3 separate regions of the Bombyx mori genome follow, and regions 1 and 3 are each linked to region 2. Evidence: chromatin contacts called from public Hi-C data. All regions are on one chromosome and are shown on one strand. Each heading gives the region's core, a stretch centred on a gene start, on an enhancer-like site or on the middle of the called end of the contact. The rest is flanking DNA. Distances are from core to core; before and after follow the strand shown.

Evidence for each region. Hi-C and Micro-C count contacts between places; a contact is called where the count stands out from the background.
Region 1: a contact with region 2 is called in a Hi-C map of whole pupa, with 3 times the contacts expected there. The contact joins two enhancer-like sites. A contact is called at or near these places in 3 of 7 Hi-C or Micro-C datasets (an unstated tissue and whole pupa).
Region 3: a contact with region 2 is called in a Hi-C map of whole pupa, with 4 times the contacts expected there. The contact joins the promoter of LOC101745975 here to the enhancer-like site in region 2. A contact is called at or near these places in 3 of 7 Hi-C or Micro-C datasets (an unstated tissue and whole pupa).

Annotation. Positions count from the first base shown.
Region 1 is chr9:11,648,172-11,652,256 of ASM3026992v2, reverse strand. The region is part of intron 2 of LOC101745975 (disintegrin and metalloproteinase domain-containing protein 10); the gene reads right to left. Among protein-coding and RNA genes, the nearest start is that of LOC134199382, 14 kb to the right of the region's middle. Within about 2 kb of position 2,641, at least 8 of the 8 cell types and tissues checked have open chromatin away from gene starts, as enhancers often do.
Region 2 is chr9:11,693,332-11,697,614 of ASM3026992v2, reverse strand. It overlaps LOC101745975 (disintegrin and metalloproteinase domain-containing protein 10), which reads right to left. Exons shown (of 17, transcript XM_062670163.1): 10 at 2,785-2,996; 11 at 1,866-2,100; 12 at 1,172-1,289; 13 at 23-192. Among protein-coding and RNA genes, the nearest start is that of LOC101746119, 15 kb to the left of the region's middle. Within about 2 kb of position 2,019, at least 4 of the 8 cell types and tissues checked have open chromatin away from gene starts, as enhancers often do.
Region 3 is chr9:11,628,938-11,633,387 of ASM3026992v2, reverse strand. LOC101745975 (disintegrin and metalloproteinase domain-containing protein 10) reads right to left here and starts at 1,267. Exons shown (of 17, transcript XM_062670163.1): 1 at 1,082-1,267; 2 at 457-879. The coding sequence starts at 517.

The DNA.
Region 1 (4,085 bases), core at 1,392-3,891, 46 kb after region 2:
CGTATTCAAAAATATTAGCTATTCACGCCAGTCACATGATTTTGCATGTCAGCAATACATGATTTAAAATAATTTGCTTTCGTATGGTTCTAGTGGAAAGTTATTGATTATTGATAAATGTTAATTTCATTCATCGATTCTAGAGCTTATTGTGAGTCCGTACTGGTAGACACCACCACCATCATACCTATTTGTACTGCGAAGTAATCACGTTGTGGTGTCTATGATCTCCGATAAGCGCTTTACTGCATTTTTTTAGTATGTCGCCTATTGAAGAAATTAGACCTGACTATCGATTAATTTCCAAGTAAATTATATTTTGGTCCATAATAAAGTATACTTTTTTCCTACCTAATCTTTGGAAGTCTAAGTGACTGGCGAGCTCACGAACTAAACTTGTAAGTTTGCTAACATTGACTTTAGCAAGAACAGAGCTTCGCAGAATCTATCACCGGATCGGAACCCGGACCCACTGAGAAGATCCGGCGAGAAACCCAGTGGATTATGTTCATGGGTAAAGTATGCTCTACCCTACTCCCAGTAACGTAAATAAGATAGTCGATTAAATTAAATGCTCGATTGAATTATGTAATATTATGTATACACTTTTACGAAGTAATAAGTCTCCGGACAGATTTTTCAACCATCACATTGAAGTTTTTTTTTTTTTTTATAGCCCTTGTAGGCAGACGAACATACGGTATAATATATCGGTCGGTAATTTGAACTTGACTGAAATTAAAAATGAATTGCTTGAATTTTAGTATTCACATAAATACCATTGTTGTTCATTTGGTGACTTTGCCTTTGTCTTTTAAGTGAAAAATGAGCCCGAATTAATGCCAGGCTAATTTAAAATAAATGAAAACTGAAGGTAGTTTTTTTTAATCAGCATACAATTGATCGTTATTAATTATACTTTTTTTAATTGCCCTATGATACTAAAACTACATTGTGTTACCTTGACGCATAAATATTAATGTTTAAAAAGGTAACAAGGAGATTGGTTTAATGTCTAAATTTAAATAAAACAAAAGATAGGTAAAATCAAGCTTGCTTACGATTTTGGAATCTGCTATATAAACAAAAATTATCAGGTTAAATATTTGCTTCAGTCAAAGTAAATTCACATAAGCTTGTTGTAAATCTATAATGGAATTATTTTTATCAGACAATGGCACTGTTCTCACTATGATACCAAAACAGTTATTCTTTATTCGAAACAAAATACTATATTCTAGGGTTTTTTATGATATACCCCGTGGCAAAGCTTTCCTTGCATTTATTTCGTGATGAAAAATCATTACATAACGAATTCAGAATTCTGAAACTGACATTAGTACTTCTATTTTATTCGTATTTAAGAGTGTACAGAGAGCAAACGATCATGAGAGTCTAAAGCGTATTGTAACGCCAGCTTCTAATTGTACTGGTATTAGGAGAGTTAATTACAAGGACATTGGGGTCAGCGAGTTTATTACAAGGTAAGACAAATTGAATAGACCTAAAGCCGTAACGACTGCTTTATTTGCATTCAGAACAAACATGCATTTTTTTATCAGATGTTCAAAAACGTGCAATACGAGAAACAATTAAAAAAAAAAAGAAAAAATATATTCGCTGCACTATTTAAATTCAAAATGATCATTTCAGAAACCTTCAAGGCATTCTCTTGGTTGGACCTACGTATATTTGTAAAGGACGTTCTATTTTACGTCTGCTAACAAAGCAGCTGGCGATGACAAAAAAGTTAGTTGTACGTTAAATAGTCAGATAATTCCAATTGCTGTATTATATCTAACTTCTAATTCCACTAAAAGAACCGTTGACGTCTTTGTTTCGTAAAACCCTGAAAACGACATAATTTTGTGTACACATTTTCAGTGCAATCTATTAAAAACACAGCATAGCAAACACGTGTGTATGCAGGCTGGTTTTTATTGCTTTACTAAGCCGAGTCGGTCAAAGAGAACAAGTCACAGAAATCCTACCTATCACTATATTTTTACGAGCTTGTTACAATCGTAACTCAACTGCAGAGATCGTTAGCTAGTTCCTGCAAATAATGATACAACTGTATTTCAATTCAGAGGATATATTTTTAGCGTCCGCATAGCACAAAAAACCCTAACTCGCCTCTTCTGTTAATGCTAATAATGGGAGTATTTATTATAAACAGCAATCTGTTACATACTTTCTTTGCCAATCATGTCGCGCTGTACACTTACATTCAATATTATTTTGATGTAACTGTTTATTATAAAAATAGGCTCTTATCGTTGATCTTTTAATATCCATAAAATCTATACAATTTGTATACTTACACCATTTCTACTATATTAATTTTATCAATTTCATATTTAAAAAAAAACAAATGTACCGTCGAATGGAGGCTTAAAACACTGGCCCGGACCAATTAATACATATTAATAGTGGTAAAATAAAATGTGTTTCTCATTTTCATACATTGACAGGAGTCGGAAATGTATCGTGCGAATGTATAGTAGTAGTAGCTTAATACCTACATGTAACAATTAACTAGCAACTGGTAGTTCGAAGCGACGCCGCCACGACGGACGCGGGCGCGAACAATGTTTTAAGTGACACACACATACGTCACGTTCGTGGCCTCGGTTCAACGAACCAACTCGTCACAACTCGCTCGTTGTCCCGATGCGTCACCTCGCTGAACTCACCGTCTCGGACCGATCTCGTGGTTTGCCGTTCGACCCATTTTGAATGATTTTGATATTATGTTCTAAAATAGACGCGTTGCCTTGAGTGCATTTTCACGCTAACAAATTCATGTATTTTATAAAGAGTAGTAGGTATTCATTTTACAGAGAATACTTGAATTTTGTATCCAAATTTGTATTTTTTCGTATACACCATTATTTTATAACTAGTACAAAAATTTTAAGGGCATATTAGGGAAGACATTATTATCATATATGTGACGGAAAAATCTCATAATACCTTTAAATAGCAAAGTTATTATCATTTGTTTATTGTAAAAAATCTCACTGAAATCATGGACATATTACTTTACAATCCATTCATTAGTTCATTGAACTTCATTGATGGTATTCCGTCCTACTCATTCGCATTCGTACTGTCGCACTTGTGACGTAGATGGCCTTAGACAATAAAATGAAACAAAAGAACATGTGATGCAGTTACCTACTTTATTTAATTTTCTAAATTCTAACCTCTCCGTCATATTCATCCGGGCTTAGGACCGGCAAAATTACCTTTTTACAATTAATTAAATACGTATGTGATTAGAAAACAATAAACAAATATTACAATAAAATAAGGTATTCTGTACTAAAAGAAAAGAGAAATTTTGGCATATTTATGAAGTTAGAATCAGGTGCTATTTACAATAATTATTTACATAGGTATTATTTACTAAACTTACAAGTATTTCAATTGTCCTTCGAAATGTCCGCCACTATTGTTAATACACAGACAGGCTCGTTTATTTAAATTGTTTTTAACGAGAGAAGTACGCTTCTCTGTCTTTTCACTTCGTGAATAGCGTCCAATATGCGCTGTTTTAATCGTTCGAGCCTAATTCGCTCGCTTCTGTGCACACGTCTCTTAATTTCACTCCACAAAAAGAAGTCCATGGGCGTTAATTCTTGAGATTTCCTGTAGTGATATGGATGTAATCCAGCCTTATTAATAATCTTCCAGGCACAGGACTGGCTGATGTTAAATCGTCGGTCAGCGTCATTTGGACTGCGCCGGGGATCCTCTTCAAAATACGCTAGTACATCGTCGTACAGATTTTGTGACAACGCCGGTCTTCCTCGTTCTTGACGTACGTAGGTGACCGTGCGTGGAATGAACCGTGATCTAGTAAACGCTGGTAAGCATTTACCACGGTTCGCACATTTGGCTGTCGAGCGTTCGGGTGTCTTCCCTGTACATACGTACAGCTGCACTCGCGTTTTCTCCACTCAAAAAGTACGCACGAAGCATAGCTACATACTCCCGTGATGTGAACTGATAAGCCATCGCGTCAGGGAAAACTTAAACAAACAACTGTTGCAACGAAAAAATGCATGCGCACACTTCCG
Region 2 (4,283 bases), core at 770-3,269:
CATCGCTTTGTTGCGTACTAACCGTTGTTACATTTGGTGTGATTGGGCATGGCACTGGGCTCGGGGCAGTCGGCGGAGTCCCCGGAGCAGACGGCCGCGTGGCTGCACTCGGCCGCCTCGCGACACGTCTGGTTGCGCGCCGCCACCACGAACCGGCACGTCTGCGCGTTGCAGCACGGACCCTGGGACGGACTGTGGACGAAGTTTTAAAACGAATTACACGAAGCTCAAGCGATAGCGTCTCTGGATTCGTCACTAAACACGTCATTTCGGATTCTCCCGATCCAATAACGGAGCTTTTAGGTACCTCAAGCCTGGTCACCGCTCTAACCCACAGACACAGCCCACTGAGTTTCTCGCCGGATCTTCTCAGGGGGTTGCGTTTTCGATCCGGTGGTAGATTCTGCGTAGCACTGCTTTTGCTAGGGTTAGTGTTAGCAACGCCCCCAAGTCTGAGCCCCGAACGCTCACCTAGTCGTTAGGTTACGCTGACATAGCCTCTCAAGGTTACTACCATCTTAGACTTTTTGGCGGGAACGCGAGGAAACAAAGCCGCTAGACGTAACTTTGTACTGGTGGTAGGACCTCTTGTGAGTCCGCATGGGTAGGCACCACCGCCCCGCCTATTTCTGCCGTGAAGCAGTAATGCGTTTCGGTTTGAAAGGTGGGGCAGCCGTTGTAACTATACTGAGACCTTAGAACTTATATCTCAAGGTGGGTGGCGCATTTACGTTGTAGATGTCTTTGGGCTCCAGTAACCACTTAACAGCAGGTGGGCTGTGAGCTCGTCCACCCATCTAAGCAATAATTTTTTTTATCTTGGGATCCTCCAAAAAGTCCACTGAAAAAAATCTCATAAATTGACCACCGTATTACTGAGATTATATTTCATCCCATAATATCATCTCATCTCACTTCATTTAATTTCATCACAGTTGATTAACGTCTCAAATTAATCATCTTCATTTCTTTTCACTCCATATTATAATTTTTTATATAAATAAGACATGGCCTAAAGGTCTTAGTTACACAGTCATAAAATCCATTAAAAAAAGCTACCAGATTAGGTAGAAAAAAGTGTGGACCTCGGACTACTGCAATAAAGATAGGTCTGTAAGCTTTACGTCCGTGTCGAAACAAAGGTCGGTTCCCTCCCGCCCGGTGTGGGTACCTGCACTCTGTGTCGGCGCGTCTGGTGCAGCCCTTGGCGGTGACGTTCCTCTCGCGGTCGTAGGCGCCGACCTGGCGCGGGTAGCAGCACCGGTCCGTGCACTCGATGTCGTCGTAGCCTGAGGGGCGGTGGGGGGTTGGGGGGTGTCGTAAGCGAACATTTTACTATACATCCAACACGAGAACGAACAGGCATTTGTATTTTATATGAAAATTCAAATTGTTCAAGTGCTATACTTATATAGTAGTCTCGACTGGTAGGTATACCTATTTCTGCCCTGGGACCAGTTCGAATATGTGCATACACAATCGAAAATTCGATCTCAAGTTGACGTCATTTAAGTCGTTATGTCTACGGGCTCCGAAAAATCACAACACCAGACGCCCATCGTTGACCCATCTATGTATATGATAATCACTGCATAGTATAAAACAAAGTCGCTTTCTCTTTCCCTATATCCCTATGTATGCTTAAATCTTTAAAACTACGCAATCATTTTGATGTGGTTTTTTTTAATAGATAGAGTGATGAAGAGAAAGGTTTATATGTATAATAACATCCATTAAATAGTGGAGAAATCAATAATAAATTACAGTTTCCGAAGCGAAACGAGGGCGGATCGCTAGTAGAAAAATAAGTCCCTATACGTGACTTCGAAACGGTAATACAATTCAATTTAGTCTACGTGTCTCACCGCAGTCGCACTCCTCGCCGTGCTCCACGATCTTGTTCCCGCAGAAGGCGCCGGCGCTGGCGGTGAGGCAGTTCCGCTTGCGCCCGTCCCTGACGGCGTCCAGCACGGCGCTGATGTTGCCGGTGCTGCACGACGAGAACCGGCTGTTGTTGGGCCGGTCGCCGGACGTCGCCGACGCGAACATTATATAGTTGCCCTGCTGGCCCCCCGGCCGGCACTCCGAGGGGTAGTCGTGCTGACAACAAACACCGGCAGGGTAAGACGTGGTCCAAGCTAAAGACAATTAGCGCGGACGAACTCGTGAAGATTACTACACCATGTAAAAGCGGTGGTAAGACCTCTTGTGAGTCCGCAACACCACCCTGCCTATTTCTGCCGTGAAGCACTAATGCGTTTCGGTTTGAAGGGCGGAGCAGCCGTTGTAACTATATTGAGATCTTAGAACTCATATCTCAAGGTGGATGATGCCATTGTAGAGCTCCGGTAACCACTTAACACCAGGTGGGCTGTGAGCTCCTCCACACAAACATGCAATAAAAAAAACCTGGTTCCAGTAGTGTCTATAACCGTGCCGAAAATCAGAGTTAAGTTTCTTGTTTCAAAAACGCCTCTTTACATTGTCCAGCCCAAACCAATTAAGCTATTTTGATGAAACTGTACAAGTAGAGAGGTCTTAATTAAACTACTTTAAAATTATGAGATCAATATACGTTTTACTAACGGAAATATGAGGTGAAGTGTTTGGTCATGTCATCAATGTCGCTATCCACAGCGCGGAGGACAGGAGTGAATGGAGGAACATAGTCCTAACAAAAGTGCTCAGTAAAGGTCACGACCCTCAGAACTAAGGAATACGTCGCACAGAGAGAGTTTGTTTGGTCATAGGAAAGCTGGATGTGAATGAGGTGCGCATACATACCGGCGAGCCGAAGTTGTGCCCGATCTCGTGCGCCAGCGTGAGCTGACTGACCTTGGGCGGCACTCTGCTGTTGTAGTTGACGAACGTGATGATGCCCGTGTTGAGCGAGCGCTTGGTGCTCTGGTACATGCCGCCGATCGTCTCCGTGTACGTCTTGTACTTCTCGCAGATGCCGCCCGACGCGCCGCTCGCGCTCGCCACCCACGCCAGACCTGCCACATACAATATATATCTTTTTTTTTTTGGTGTCTTATGCTGATAGCCTTGAGAGGCTATTTCAGCTTTCATTACTGGTGGTAGGACCTCTTGTGAGTCGGCGCGGGTAGGTACCACCACCCTGCCTATTTTTGCCGTGAAGCAGTAATGCGTTTCGGTTTAAAGGGTGGGGCAGCCGTTGTAACTATACTTGAGACTTTAGAACTTATCTCAAGGTGGGTGGCGCATTTACGGTGTAGATGTCTATGGGCTCCAGTAACCACCTAACACCAGGTGGGCTGTACCACCGGATCGAAAACGCGGCCCACTGAGAAGATCCGGCGAGAAACTCAGTGGGCTGTGTCTATGGGTTAATTCGCTCGTCGAGCCCTTCGTCGCAAGCGACGGGTTCGACGAGGACGGTGACCGGTGCTTGTGGTGCCTAAAAGCACCGCCAATGGATCGGGAGGATCCATAATGACGTGCTTTGGATGACGTCGAATATATATCTATACATTAATACGTGAAGCAAAAACCTTGTACCCCTTTTTACGAAAATTGCGCGGACAGAGTAGTATGAAATTTCCCACACTTATAGAGAATATAGAGAAGGAGTGCAGAATGTAATTTTATTTTTTCGTTATGCATAAACAATACATTAAATCGATAAAAAAACATTATACAGACTACCATGTATTTGACACACGCATGCATACTATTATCAAACTTTTCTTATTGCTTATAGTCAAATTAAGAATAGATTAAATATGGTTTGTCTTTATTAATATTTGTCTAAAGTGTACATACTCTTGGCGAAATCTATGATTATAGAAGTTTATTAATCTTTGACAATAGAATCATAATAGTGTTACAAACTTATAATTTTAATTAATTAGAGTCGAATTTCGACTACCAGAGGACCACTTGTACAATATATATACGTAATAAAAAACCTTTATTAATTAAAACTCATTAGTTTTTAAACAGGATTTTTCTTCACTTTCATTTAGTCATTGAAAACTGTCATTCAATAAAACGAAAATTCAGATTTGTATAACATAATAATACTGCTTAAAATATTAATTTTAAAAGAGATTAAGGGCTTTAAATGTTGTTTTCTTATTATATCACAGAAAACGCAATCAAGTCTTTTATTGTTCATTCATTGTGAAGTATTCTATATCATTAAGTGTATTATTATATCAGTTTTATAGACCGTAGATAACAACAATGCCAACAGATCTAACTCTATAGCCAGTATTCTTTCATTCATTCAAAATTTAATGAAACTTATTTAACCCTTT
Region 3 (4,450 bases), core at 18-2,517, 63 kb after region 2:
CAACTAGATACATTGTAATAAGTATACTTGTGGCTTTTTAAAATCAGAATCTTAAATGTATATAGTCATAGTTTTATTTTATTTATATATTTTTCTAGCTTTCATTTTCTCTTCAAATCAGGTAATAATATTCTAGTAGTAGTTCATCAGTTTAATACTTAAATTATGGTAAAATTCAGAGTTGGCATATTTTTTTGAGATATTTTTTTGATGAGAATGACAATTATTATGTGATTTTTCTGAGAAGGATTTTGAGGCATAAAATAAGATAATATTGAGTCTAAATTAAAAATCTTGGTTTTTGACTTTATATTAGTTGTAATTTTAATTACAAATGATAAATAGGAACAGATTACTACTAATGAGTTTTAGGTATGAAATTTTGTAGGTATTGAGTTGGCAATGGCCTGTTGTGGTAAATGATCTGTACAGGAATGTAAAAAAGAATGTACTCACCACTTTCAATGTATGGTAAAGCAAGTAGAAGAAATGTAATGTATCCAATTTCACTAAACATTGTAACTTTTGAACACTTTTTGATTCGCTAACTCATTGCACATAAAATACAGCTGATTTTCAAAACCACACACAAAACCTTTGTCTGTTTTCGAGATGAACGCATGCGCGTATGAACAATATTTTTTATTTACATTACATTAAAACTTATAAACACCACTATTGTCCGTTTACTGTAACCATCGAAATCATTACACCATTGTTGAGGGGAGACAACTTCACGAAACAATAAATATCAACACAAAACGTATACTATTTGCATTTAACAGAAACAATTCAACTATTCTATATTATGTATTTAGCTAACGGATAACAATTCCACTTTTTTTTTTAAACTTAAATTTATTACATATTTATCTACTTCTGTCATTAAAATTAAAACAAATTAAAATAAATATTCGACTCCCCCGATGCCTGACATATTGGAAAATAGGCACAGAATCGCACAGATAAAATATATGTTGAAAACAGTTTTGATTAAGATCATAGACTATTACAATTTTCACGAGAACTCTTTAATTTGACGGCGTGCCCCACAAATTAAGAATAAAAAACATTCTGAGACCTTCCTCTTGAAGTTCTTTAAGAGTGTTGCGCAATGCATGTTTATGTATTTTTTGAATACTAGAACCTTCAAAGACATGGCTTGCGGTGGGTCGCACGGGTTGCGGTGTTGTGATACTAAGTGAGGGCAAAGAGGCACCCTAAACGAAAGTCATTACTAGACTATGTTATTTACACGCTGAGTCGAATTCCACGTTGATTAGGCAGGTACGTTACTGATAAGTGATGATGGTTGAAAACTGTTTATAGTCTGTACTAAAATCGACTAGGACGCCCTTAAAGGACTTTTTGGCGGGAACGCGATGAGTGAAGTTGTGATTTGTTTTATTTTGTCTATTTAGTGTTTCTTCGGGTTTAAATGTGTAATAATGATGGTTTATTAACTGCTTAATATCTGTGAAAGTACACAAATGTGGGAAAATGAAACAAAGCCGCTGGACGTAACTTCTCGGGATCCTCCAAAAAGTCCACTGAAAAAATCTTAGTAAATGACCACCATTTTACTGAGATTATATGTCATTCCATATCATCTCATCTGATTTCATCCTAGCTGATTAATGTCTTAAATTAATCATCTTCATTTCATTTCGTTTTACTCCATAATATCATAAATAATCATATATAAAATATAATTTTATAAATAAGAATATAAATTAAAATAAGACATGACCTAAAGGTCTTAGTTACCTGGTCATAAAATTCCTTAAAAAAAAAGATATCCCTAAGGATAATTATTCATAGACCTATATAGTAGGGACACGACATATTGTTCTATACGTACAATTACTTATATAAATAGCACCCATTTTGAAGGCACATACATAAACATATATCTATCTCGTTCTTACTCAGCACTTTAACTCGCAGGAAAACAATATAACAGTATTTCAGTGCGTACATAAAATGAAACATGAATATACGTAAATATCTCTGTCTCCGTCTAATGAGGCCGAAAATCCGCCATGTTTAGCGCGCCAAATGTCATTGTCACGTCAGTTCGGCCGTCTGTTTTGGGTTGTACATTATTTATTGACTTTGATATCGATTTAATATGATTGATTATATAAAATTTCATAATTTATCATGCTTAAAACATACAAAAATACTAATTAAAACGTATTTTATAGAATCTCAAGAAAGTCGATGCCCTAAAACTATTATCTATATGTATTTAAATTCATTATGGAGCCCTCATCCGAAAAATCCATTTTTCGGTCGGAATCTATTGATCATGACACTAATCATAAATACCACTTTAAAATATGTCATCAAAACATATTTAGACATTCTGTTTAGATATTTCGGGAAAAAGGCTACCGACAAAATCTCTTCGGAACTATTTAAGTAAAATAGTTTTATTCCGCAGTGAGTAAAACACTATTGTAAATTTGTTAAATATTTAATAATTAAGTGATTTTAGAGAGGAAGTCACAAGGAATGACGTTTGTAATTAATGAATAAATGTTCTGTAGGTGTTTTTTTTTTCACGCGGTCCCTTGATAAGTTTAAAATTTGAATCACTCTCAAGCGAAAGTGATTCAAATGGTGCGGCGCACCTTCCTTGGGGTGCGCTGCGGTAGTATGTTACGGACTTTAGAGTCAGCAAAACAATTAAAATAGATTGTTATAGTCTAAGAAAAACACGCACTCAAAATACGATAACATTTAGCATGCTAGAAATGGGCTGATGGCTTTGAACTACGCCATATCTTTATGTTTTGCGACAAACGACAACTTTATAAAATCAGTGTAGCAACTTTTAAAAATCATCATATCGTTTACTTGGCAAATTCGAAGGACGAACTTGTCTTAGATTTCACCCATCTAAATCATATCATATTTGCACATAACAATATACCTACTTACTTCCCATTAAAGTATAAATTCTACAAATAAATAATACTCAACAATATTTAAAATAAAATGAGCCAAGAACGTTTATCGATAAAACCTGATAACATTGAAATCTTTTGTACAGCACTAAAGCCGCCATGTTTTGTGGCCAGATGACGTCACAGTGGCACGAAATTTTGGTTGACGTTTCATTTCCATAGGTTTCCTACTTCATTGGGATAATTCCATGGATAATTATTATTACATTGCACTTATAAAGATAATACACATAATGTAATATTAGTGTATGGAGGGTAGAGGTAAGGAGAACCGTCTCATATGGTAGAAGCTTGAAAAAGTGTTTCACTTTCAGCACTACATAACAGTTCAAAAATCCCCCAGAATGGCGCTAGCATAGGCACAGGGTATGATATGAATTGAGCAGTTGTTAACTGATTGAAGTATGCTGAGTTAGGAAATTTAATATATTTATTAATATATTATTTTTAATATATTTGTATATAATTAGAGTAGTTAGTGACAGTGTAATATACAAGACCTCACATGTTTACGTAGTCCAAACTAATTTCGCCAATATAACCTAAAAAATTTACTGTGGTAAAACGTGTAGACATCGATTGCATTTTCTTATCATCATTAAATAAAATAGTTTTTGTGATTTTGTAGTAATTTGTAGTGCTTACAGTTCTTTCGTCCTTTTTTATTTCTCTATCTTATTTTAATAACTTTTAGCGCCTTTCTTTAAATTTACCCGGTTGCTACTGTAGCGCCACCTTTATTTAGCAGATTTTAACGGACACTTTTTCATACAGAGATGGTTCTCTTTACCCTACCCTCCATAATTTAATGGCACATCGTGTAAAACAATTCTGTTTTAAAAAAATACTGTAAAGGAGTTTCGCATAGTTTCTTCATATTACATAAATTTTATTTTTTACACCTCGTTAATTTATAGCTGTTCATTGAATTTATTGTTATTAAAAAAATATTTATTATTAAAAATAATCAGAGACTGTAATGAGATCGAAAATAAGGCAATGTTACAAAAATGTTCTGCAGAAACATATAGGACTCGGAGTTTCGTAATTAGGCTATACTTTTCACCTTCTGATTCCTCCGTTCGCAATCGTTTGTAGCTTTTTTTCTATCTGGTTGAGTTTTTTTCAATATTTGATTGAATATTTCCAGAATCAGAGCTTATTGCATCAAGGCTGGGTGGTTTGTAATCACTTCCATCATTTGGCGAAAAATGGTCACAAAATGTAATAGATTCTGACTAGGTGATGGTGGCGATATTGACGATGACGGTGGTGTTGTACATACTAAAAAAGGCAGTGAATCTGTCACTATCAAGCATAGATAATACACATAATATGCTACCAAGTCTTCTAAATGAACGAGATCTGGGTTGTTTTCAATATGAACTGACCCCAAGATCAAACTTTTTTTTGCCAGAGTTTTGTGCTTTTCACTGAAATGTAGGTTAAGGACGGATAAAATATAGGAAAATGAAGAT